Linked DNA regions of Hordeum vulgare: all the other regions are linked to region 1. The links are chromatin contacts, called in public Hi-C maps. All regions are on one chromosome and are shown on one strand. Each heading gives the region's core, a stretch centred on a gene start, on an enhancer-like site or on the middle of the called end of the contact. The rest is flanking DNA. Distances are from core to core; before and after follow the strand shown. Region 1 holds the start of LOC123447380. Region 2 holds the start of LOC123447378 (zinc finger protein ZAT6-like). Region 3 has its middle 20 kb from the start of LOC123449854.

Evidence for each region. A called contact is a pair of places that touch in the nucleus more often than the background predicts.
Region 2: a contact with region 1 is called in a Hi-C map of leaf, with 3 times the contacts expected there. The contact joins the promoter of LOC123447378 here to the promoter of LOC123447380 in region 1. A contact is called at or near these places in 6 of 6 Hi-C or Micro-C datasets (leaf, seedling and an unstated tissue).
Region 3: a contact with region 1 is called in a Hi-C map of leaf, with 6 times the contacts expected there. The contact joins the enhancer-like site here to the promoter of LOC123447380 in region 1. A contact is called at or near these places in 2 of 6 Hi-C or Micro-C datasets (leaf and seedling).

The regions. Positions count from the first base shown.
Region 1 is chr4H:592,782,838-592,786,423 of MorexV3_pseudomolecules_assembly, forward strand. LOC123447380 reads left to right here and starts at 1,695. Exons shown (of 2, transcript XM_045123978.1): 1 at 1,695-2,497; 2 at 2,630-2,891. The coding sequence starts at 1,748. The coding sequence ends at 2,452.
Region 2 is chr4H:592,516,092-592,519,674 of MorexV3_pseudomolecules_assembly, forward strand. It overlaps LOC123447378 (zinc finger protein ZAT6-like), which reads left to right and starts at 2,166. Exons shown (of 2, transcript XM_045123975.1): 1 at 2,166-2,895; 2 at 3,018-3,235. The coding sequence starts at 2,323. The coding sequence ends at 2,862.
Region 3 is chr4H:592,432,557-592,435,855 of MorexV3_pseudomolecules_assembly, forward strand. No RefSeq gene overlaps it. Among protein-coding and RNA genes, the nearest start is that of LOC123449854, 20 kb to the left of the region's middle. Within about 2 kb of position 1,880, at least 3 of the 3 cell types and tissues checked have open chromatin away from gene starts, as enhancers often do. A contact at or near this core is called in leaf and seedling, where this site is marked.

The sequences.
Region 1 (3,586 bases), core at 445-2,944:
ATTGACACGTTATTTGGAACGTGGCTTGAGAGCATGGTTAATAGTATAGCCAACTACTGGCTATAAGCCATCTTATAGCCCATCTTAGAGCAAGTACAATAGAGCTGAGTCAGCTGGCTATAAGGAATAAACTAATATATTTTTGTTTAGTTAGAGGAAAGAGAAGGGAGAGAGAAGGTAAGCGGGCTCATAGCTAAGAGCCAGCTCTAGCACGTGCTCCTAGTCATTTTGTGAGTATGAAGGTAGACCATATAATAAATAAGTAGTACACTTTTGCAATGAACTATTATACATGTTGGCTATAAGATGGGCTATAGATGACATGGCAATGGCTTATAGCCAGCAGCTGGCTATACTATTGTACTTGCTCTTATAGGTAGCTTGTACAATAGTTAGCTACAAAAGAGTACTACTTTTATCATATATGGCCCACCTTTCATTCTCACAAAGCACCTAGGAGCACGTGTCAGAGCTAGCTCTTCACGAAGAGCCCGCTTCCTTTCTCTCTTCTCTTCTTTCTCATCCAACTCAACAAAAATATAATATCTTAATCCTTACAGTCTGCTGATTGTACCTTATTGTACTTGCTCTGATGGAGTTGATACGATTAGTGCTAGACACATTCGTATTGGAGTCTGTGCATTGTTGTGGGCTATATGGAACTGTAGGAATGATGTGGTTTTGACAGACATACGAACATGCATTTTTTGCAGGTACTACATAGAGCGGCGACATTGATCCGTATATGGTCATTACTCACTCATGCGAAAACCAGGGAGCCTTTGGTTACTAGGTCTATCCGATGGGAGACGGTAGCACGGGATCTTCAACCGGTTTGGATGGCAGTCCAGTAATAGGATAGAGGAGTAGTCTTCTAGGCCTATTTTTACCGTTGTGGCACCTTTTCCTTTACCTTTGCATTTACATTAATTTGTCGGAGACTTTATGAAACTATGTTTTGTTTGCCTTTTATTAATAAAGGGGTCGTATGCATCGTGTTGATGCACAGGCAGGAGGTAATCCTCCTTTTAAAAAGAAAATCAGATCAATTATACACAGGTTATCACCCTGGAGCTCTAGAATCGATTGACGGCTGCATTATAATTCGCCTCACCTCCGGAATCGACTGACGGCCGGAAATAGTTTCAGGCGCCCATAGAATAACGAATTTGGTATTTTAATTATGTTCTGCACTGCATTTGTTACGAGTTAGCTCACAAATTCTCATTTACTTATAGCACAAAATTAACACAGTATACGCGCTTTGGTCTAGGTTGCTACCTTTAGCACACCCTCGGTTTCCATTCTAGATTCGCCATTAATGAGGTGATGATGAGGGCAAATGGCGTGGAGTGGAGGGCGGTGGCGAGAACGTACGATCTGGTGTTTGTTAAGAGAGTGCAAATAATTTAGGACCCTAGGCTAAAAAGCACTTCCTCGCAAGACATACACATCGACCCCTTAAATGGAAGAGTGTCATTGGAAAATGACGATATCATGAAATAAAAAAAATTGAGTGTTGCTATTTTTGAATTTTATTTTTATTTTTTTGTTGCTAAACTGGAAAAGGACAAAGTCTGAATTATTTTTCGTGGACAACAAACACTGAGTTAGGGGATCAGATTCGTCCAAATAGAAAGTTAGCAAAACATGTAGTGCAGCGGTTTTTGGAATTTTCTTGCAAGCACATCCTCCACAATGAGCTGCTCTCCGGGGTCCGGTCACTAGCTTAGCTTCACTTTAATATATGCACAGTCCGCACTACTGTAGCACATCTCTGTTTTCTCACTTGAGAGGATTTAGGAGTGGTGGTATACCCATCGAGAATCCATATATAGGAACGCCGCTGCTACCAGTCCTAGGAGCAGCAGCTACCTTGGCATACACAATATTATATACCTCGATGGAGAGAGCCTCGTCGACGTGGTTCCATGCGCAAGCGGCGGCCGCGGCGGAGGCGGATCTATTGCTGGCGTCGACGCCGGTGGGCCGAAGGCTAGACCGGTACGACGAGGAAGCGCAGACGGTGTGCGTGGACGGCAAGAAGGTGCGGCTGTTCCAGTGCCTCTTCTGCGACAAGACTTTCCTCAAGTCGCAGGCGCTCGGCGGCCACCAGAACGCGCACCGCAAGGACCGCCTCGCCGGATTCCTCGGCGACCCCTACAGCAACGACACCCCGTTGGGAGGTGCCGCCACCGGGCCGTCGCGCGATTCCGCCGCCGGCTGGTCCATGTGCACTTATATCACCTCGCACGGCGGTGGTGCCGCAGCGGCTCCAGCCACCGATGACTGCAGGCTGGAGAGGTGGGGAGGCGGCCGCGCTCCACGCTTCGTGGAACCCGCGCCGGTCATGGACCCATCCACTGGCCGCGACGGCGTGGTGGGCTGGTCAAGGGCCTCCATCCCTAGCAGCGGCGGCGGCGAGGCGCTGGACCTCGAGCTGCGCCTCTAGTTAGCTAGCGTCGCCCGGCCGGCTATTGCCGATCATATTGCACAGGTGAGACTAATCACTTCATCTACGACTCGCGCTTATCTATCTTTTTTTTTTAATTATTATTAGTAGCAAATAATTAAATTCATCCAACCTATAGCTTCATAACCCAATTAACTTTGTGATTAATCCATGCAGGTGTCGCGGACGGAAACATTGAGGAACAAATATAATCTTCTATGTGGGCGATCGAACTTGTATCACCACACCGGCTGCTCTCGGTACATTTGTGTTCTTGCGTCATATTGCAGGCAGCTAGTTGGCATTGTGGTTTCACCGGTTAATATTCCTCAAATAATTTATATTAATATAATATTCCTGGTACATCAATCCGTACGGCATGTAATAACGGCTCGATTGTAATAATATCAGTGTACCTGTTGCTTCTCCGTTCTTCGTTTTGGCCGGTTTTGCTATTCCTAACATAACTGATTTTTTCAATTCTAACAAGGGTCAACGGAGAGACGAAATCCATCCAAATTACAATATTCTCAGTCGCCTGATCTATAGGTGGTTCTCTTCTTTTTACTATTATTACTCCTTCCGTCTCAAAATAAACGTCTTAAGATTAATATAATATTATATTAAACCTAGTATAAAATTAAAATAACTATTTTGTGATCGAAGGAGTTGATTTTTTGGGGTCACGAGCTCATGTACGCACTCAGTATGATATCTCCTTTAACCTCTTTCGCCTTGTTACTGCACCCATGCAATTCGAGGAGACACTCCGTACCATGTCCTAAAGTAGTATGCGACAGAAGAACGTACGGTTATGCAGTGAAGTTTTGGATTGACTTGAATGGCAGTGGGCCGACTATATGCTTGCCGTGTCGACTTCCGCTGTTTGTTTCATTTTTGGACCGACAGGCTGTTTGTTTCATTTTTGGACCGACAGGCTGTTTGTACACCCCCCGCGGGTCCTCTTCCCTTTCCAACAAAAACGAAATGTTTTTATATATAATAAATAATCTAAACGTCCATTGCAAAAAAAAAGGAGTCCTGATACAGCGAACCATTACAGAAAACCCTGTAACAACGCATCACCTACATCAGCATAAGCAAATAGGGAACCTATATCACTAGATATTTAAA
Region 2 (3,583 bases), core at 916-3,415, 270 kb before region 1:
CCGCTTAGCGATCTACAAGGATACGTAGATCTAATCTCCTCTCGTAGATGAACATCACCATGATAGGTCTCCGTGTGCGTAGGAAAGTTTTTGTTTCCCATGCAACGTTCCCCAACAAATCCTGCGGTGCTCAATCTGAGTGACAGAAAGGGACATGACATGTATTGTATTGATGCCACTAAGGGTAAAACGATGAGATTCATTCCTATTTATTGGATTTACTTTGTCTACATCATGTCATCATCCTCCAAGTATTACTCTGTTTTACATAATACTCTAGATGCATGCTCGATACCGGTCGATTGGCGGAGTATTAGTAGTAGATGCAGGCTGGAGTCAGTCTACTTGCTAACAGACGTGATGCCTATATGTAATGATCAATGCCATGAATATATATTGCATAAGTATGCGTTTTTATATCAATTGTCCGACAATAATTTATTTACCCACCGTATGCTTTCTACGATAGAGAAGCCTTTAGCGAAAACTGTGGCCCCGAGACCTCCTAATAAATATATTTAACAAAACTCTAAATATCGTGTTGCCTTTTATTATTTGTATTTACTTTTTATATTTAATATATTACACTATCTATCTATCACTACTTATCGCTTGCAAGTAACGAGTTCAAGGGGATTGACAACCCTCTTTCCCGCGTTGGGCGCAAGTGTGTGCTATTTTGTGCGTAGGCGCTAAAGGCGGGAAATTGCGCGGTTCTCCTATTGGTTCGATAACCTTGCTTCTCACTAAAGGAAATACTTACATCTATTGTGTTGCATCATCCCCTCATCTTTGGAGAAAAACCCAATGAAGATCACAACTATGAGGGCCCATTGGTCCAATCCGAGAAGCATGGGCCGACTAGGCTAGTACCCTCTAGGCCACGACACGGTCAGTCACCCCCTTGAAAAATCAAAGTAATAGTGATACTCCCTCTGTCACATTTTAGAATGCATGCTTGGAAATTCTCTCGAACCTAGGTGGTTTTTGATTGGCTGTAAGATAGGCTGAAAAATAACATTCACACTACGCATGCATATAGAAGCAGTACAACGGAGTTCTAATTAGCTGCTAGGAGTAAATGCAATGCGCCTTAAACCTTGTCTATTGTGAAAATGCACGTAAATTTAACCATGCCTTTTAAACTGTGATGGAGGAGTATGTAATTGGCATTAATGGTCTGAGAACTTAATGCTATTTTATATCTATTTGTAAGGATTCTACTTTTATTAACTATACTATACTTCTTAATTTTGAAGGCCTCACAGTCAATTTATGTCTCTATTATGGAACTCGGTCACTCAATTTTGACCAGGTCAATAGTTTCTCAAGGAGTTCTCGCATTAAAATCTTTTAATTCACTTTGCTTACTAATTTTAGAGCTCTCCCATTCGACTGGGGTATTCAATTTTGGAATTGCGTCATATTTTGATCGGGGCAGCCTTTCTTCAAATCAATTGCCAATAACCGGCCTATAAAAACATATCAAGTCTGCCCGACTTCACATCGCCTAGAAAAGCAGGAAGCACCAACATATGAAACTATAGGATCAATATAATAGATGCAGCCATTGACGTAGAAAATTTTCTCACATAGTATGAGCTGTTTAGTTTTTCTTAGTCCAGTATGGATAGATTAATAGATAACACAAAATCACAGTGCAAATGGCCCACTAACACACCACGTTATATAGAAGAAAACACATCATCATTTGTTCCACTAGTCAAACCAATTATTCCCTCAGTTTCAAAACATAAGATGTATTTTTTTTTAAAAGTCAAATTATTGAACATTGACCAACTTCACAGCCAAAATTATCGACATCCACCATAACAGTTAAATAAAATATGAAAATTCATTTCATCAAGAATCTATTGCTACCGATATTGGTCAATAAATTTGGTCAAACATAAAGATGTTTGACTTTTTGAAAAATATAATCGTCGAAAAATTTAAAACGACGGGAACACTTAAGAAAAAAAAACCGAACAACACAGAAGACGCTGCAAGCCAGCAAAGCGCATCAAACCCTTTTTAACTTGCTTGACTGCGGTACTGTAGCACATCTTTGTTTCCTCTCGCTTGGAAGGATTCAGTACGTCCTCAAGTGGGTGCAAAGGAGGTTCAGAGCATTATTTATACCCATCAAACCGGATCTCATTCTCAGGTCAGTTCAGCCCATATCTACTCCTTTTCCCATTAGAGGAGCACCGCTGTTACCATTCCTTGGCTATCATCCGTTAAGTAACCAACATTCTTGTGTTCTGTAGTACTGTACGTGAGACTACAGTAGTACCTGCTTGAGAACATACTCTTGACTCAATGGAGAAGGACCTGTCGTCGTGGTTCCATGTACAAGCGGCGGCGGTGCCGGATCTGTCGCTGGCGTTGGCGCCGGCGGGCAGAAGCCACGACCGGGATCTGGTCGAGGAGTTGGTTCCCATGACGTGCGTGGACGGCAAGCCGGTGCGGCTGTTCCAGTGCCTCTTCTGCGACAAGACGTTCCTCAAGTCGCAGGCGCTGGGCGGCCACCAGAACGCGCACCGCAAGGACCGCTTCGCCGGTTTACTCTCCGACCCCTACCACAAGGACAGCCCATTCGGAGGCGCCGCCGTCGCGGCGGCCTCCAACGGGCCGTCGGGCGACTTGGGCGTCTCCATCGTCTCGCACGGCGGTGGTGGCGTGACCGCGGCCGATGCCTGCAGGCCAGAAAGGAGGGGGTTGGGCGGCGGCGCTAGCCGGTTCGCGGAGCACGCGCCGCCCCAGGACCCGTACGCTGGACGCGACGGTGTGGTGGGCTGGCCAAGGGCTTCCGCCGCAAGCGGGGCCGGCGAGGCGTTGGACCTCGAGCTGCGACTGTAGCTAGCGTCGGCTAGCTGCTGCCATATCGCGCAGGTAATGTCATTTCGGGACCATACTTCTTTTCCCCTCCTCCCAGCGTAAGCCTGTGCATCTGTGTGCTAGAGTAGAAATGCACTTCGGTCTAGACTGAGATTTCCCCGACGATCCTGCTGCAGTGATCTTTCAACTTGTGTACTAGCAATCTTGACGGACAAAGCGTGCCCAGATGCTGAAGATGGTGGAGAGGGGGGGTATCAGATGCGCAACAGGCAATGGATGAACTTCTGGAAGGATACTATCTTCTAGCGGTTTCTGGATTGTAATATGCACATGTTTACCGCTTATTCTTCACCTTCCTTGCTGCGTGTTTTGCTATGACGAACTCCGTTTTTACGGTTTCATGCGCAAGTTGCCCATGCACGCACTGTATTTATGCTCGTCTATCTTCCTCAGAGTCTCCAAAATATGTGCCGTACGTGCACATGTCGTCGATGGAACTTATCACCACGTTTCGCCAATTCGCGCGTACGTACGTATAGCAGTACGACCAACGGACCAAACAAGTAAACAAGCATACTCTCTTCTGCTTGATTTGGTAATAATAAAGCAGTACTAGTGATGAGGTTGCCACAAGGCAGCCAGTCGACCGTCCACCTTTATCCCTTACTCCACCCAGGTATGGGATTCGAAGGATTGCTACAGTACAATAATGTGCCACAAACCCGTGCAAGTGGTGCAGTGG
Region 3 (3,299 bases), core at 630-3,129, 350 kb before region 1:
GACGGAGTGAATACCCTGTCCGCGAAATACCTTCGCATTCCATGCGTCGCAGACCTTCCATATGCGATGACCAGTACGATGAAGCTCTCCAAGTCGATGGATGGATCAGTTCCACCGTGAGACCTCCTATGAACCAAACAAGCTGTTAATTTGTCCAAGCGTGGCAGTTTTAAACGGCCCTTTCAAAACTTTCTGTCATCTATCCTCGTGAGAGGAATATCATTGCCCGTTCTTAGTCGCAATGATCACACACGATGACAATGGACTGATTAATGGGTGATAAGGAGGAAGGCAATGACACGCATAGAACCATAGTAGTCTGTGATGTTGCAGCGGAAAAAGTCCATTTTAAACCCTGAACTCGTAGAAGTTCGGCGAATCAAACCCTCAAGTCCAAATCCCTGTCGTTTGCACCCTGAACTATACAATCCCGGTCTAAATCGAACCCTGGGATTGTTTGTCAAACCGGGATTGCAAAGGATGTCCGGGATTGTTTTTTTCGAACAACGGACTGGGGTTAGTTGTGCTGGCGCGCGGGAAAAAGTCTAGACCCGTCTAGTTTGCTGATTATTTCGAACCCAACAACCTAGTTCGTTGGTTATTTTTTTTTGTTTTAATTTATATTTTTATATTTTTTGATGTGCCATGCAGGCGGCCAGGCACGCACGCACGTACGTAGTGCACCCGACCGGCCATGCACGTACGTACGCAGGCAGCAGCCGACCATACCTCCTGCATGCACGCACGTACGCAGGCAGCAGCCAGCCATGATGCACGTACGTCGGCAGCAGCGAGCCGAAGCCGAACGCCGCGCGCGGGCAATCACACAGGGCCACTGGTGGTAGTGTCGTCATCAGTAGGCAGCGGCGGCGGCGACGTGCGCAGGTGCGCTGAGCCGGCGGTAGCGGAGCGACATGGGCGGGCATGCTGGGCCGGCAGGATCGGGGCGAGGCAGCGCACGGGATGAGCGTGCGGAGGCGAGGCAGCGTAGTATATAAAATGTGATCGTATTTGTTTTTATAAAATGCCTGTACAATCAAAAAATGCTTGTCAAATTAATAAAATGTTTACATATTTAAGAAATGTGTCCATGATATATAGTTCATTGTTTAAAAAAAAACGTTCATGAATATGGTAAAATTTCATTGATTTTGAAAAAACCTCATCAATTGAAAAAGGTTCACAGAAAAGAGTCCAACAACTATAAAACAAAGTTGACAAAATTTGAATAAAAAGAATTCACGGATTCAGGAAAAGTTAAATGATATTGGAAAAAAGTTCACGGTTTTCAAATAAAAAGTCTATGGATTTGAATCATCTTGCACACATTTTTAATATTTCAGGGTGCAAACATCAGCGTTTTTATGACTACGGCCCATCAGTCAGCCGAATCCCGTTGATATTTGCCACGTCAAAGTTTTTATGTCTCAAGGTTTAATTAAAATCCGGAATGTATAGTTTAAGGGTAAGGGACCTTTATAATTAAATTCAAGGTTTAAAATAAACTTTGCTTGTCATGTTGTTCTGCTGTCTGCCGGCAACGCCAAATATTCATTGACGGACTGCTATCAAACAAATTGACACGGACCACAAGATAGGCCCCGCCAAAAAGGAGAGAGGACAAGATACAGATACAGGGAGAAGATTAAGTCGACCGATCAGAGGATGTGTGGTGCGCACTAGCTGACGGATACATTGCTGGCTGACCTGTACTCAGGTCCCCTCCACTCCAATTATAGGCCGGTACTAGCATAAAAAATCACATATGTACCCCTGCTTGTACGTCACTTGGCAAACGAAATTTTGCTTGGCCGGTAGTGTGGGTTACCCATTGTTGCATTCTCATTGCATGTCGAAGCAACACGTACCCAGGCACGGCTAGCTGTTCCCTGTGTGGCTTGCTCACCAGGGATCGGCTACGGCTAGCGTGACTAGTGACGGGTGATTATTTGGTCCCGGCCATCGGGGCCCTACTAAAGCAATGTTCCAATGTAAATGATGATAAATGAAGGCAAACCCTTTGCTTCTATCCCTCTACCTCGCTATATTAATTAGGGCATTACTTATTTTCCAACACATTTTTGTTAAAAAAGAAAACCCTACACATCCCTCCTTTTGACTTCTAAAATTTACTACACAATGGTGTAAGATTGCCCCCCTACTTTTCTTCATAACGGGCACTAACCTGGCAACCGCGTCATTCCTTCCTCTAGACGACCCGGGTGGTGGTGGTGGCTCCCCCGGCCTTCCCACCTCTTCTCTTGACCCTTTCCCCCGTCGTCGCCGGTATACTCCATTGGGCAGGTCAACGGTGGCAGGATTTCCTTCTCTCACCCCGTGGGTTGGCTGCTCGTGGATGGGGGATTCTGGAGCGACGGTTCGCAACCAGTGTACCGCCCCTCATGGCGATAGAAAGGTACGATGGGCGGTCGGGGTTGCACAGTGTTAGCTCAACAGTGGTGCCTCCTGGTCAACTTGGGGCAGCTGCACAACATGGGTGGCATCGGACCTCACCTGGTGCTCATGGTGTGTAGCGCAGAGGCCTACTGAAAGTGCATTTAATCCCTTGGTGGTTTTGGTAATTAATATGTCATTGAACTAATGTTTCTCTCAAGTACATTTCAGAGAAGTTCAATGATTGGCTTGGCTAGGATGTGTGATGTGGAACCCCTATGATGCAAAGGAGACATATTGGCAAAAGCTTCAATACTCTACATTTTGCTTTAAGTGATCTTGATCACATTGAGTTCATAGGAAAGTTAATACTATTAAAAGGATCTTGATCACATTTAGTCCATTGGAAAGCCAATACTATTAAAAGGGAATGAGGTATTGATGACGATCTGGTTGCTCACGTGCTTAGAGATTTTCCACCAAAAACCCTCAACCACATTCTCACATAATTTTTGTCCAAAAACCCTAAAGCCTAATCGGTCCAACCGAAGTTTCTCTTTCAGTGCCACCGAGTCACCTATGATAGAGCCCCTAAGTCAAAGCCTAACTTCTCGGTGCCAAGACCTCGTTCGGTGGAACCGAAAAGCAGTGACCAACTTGCCGGAGTCGATTGCATTAATTTTGGAGTCTCCGAGATGAAACAATCGGAACCTCCGAGTCTTTGGGGATGCTTAAGGTGAACTAAATCGGTCTCTCCGAGATGTTTCCTTTGGTCTCAACAAAAAACGAAAAGCGGCAATCTTTTGCACTAGTTGGTACCACCGAGATTATACTTCGGTGTCACCGCGTTGTGCAGTAATATTGTAATGGTTGGATTTTCGGTGAAGGTTATAAATACCCCTCCA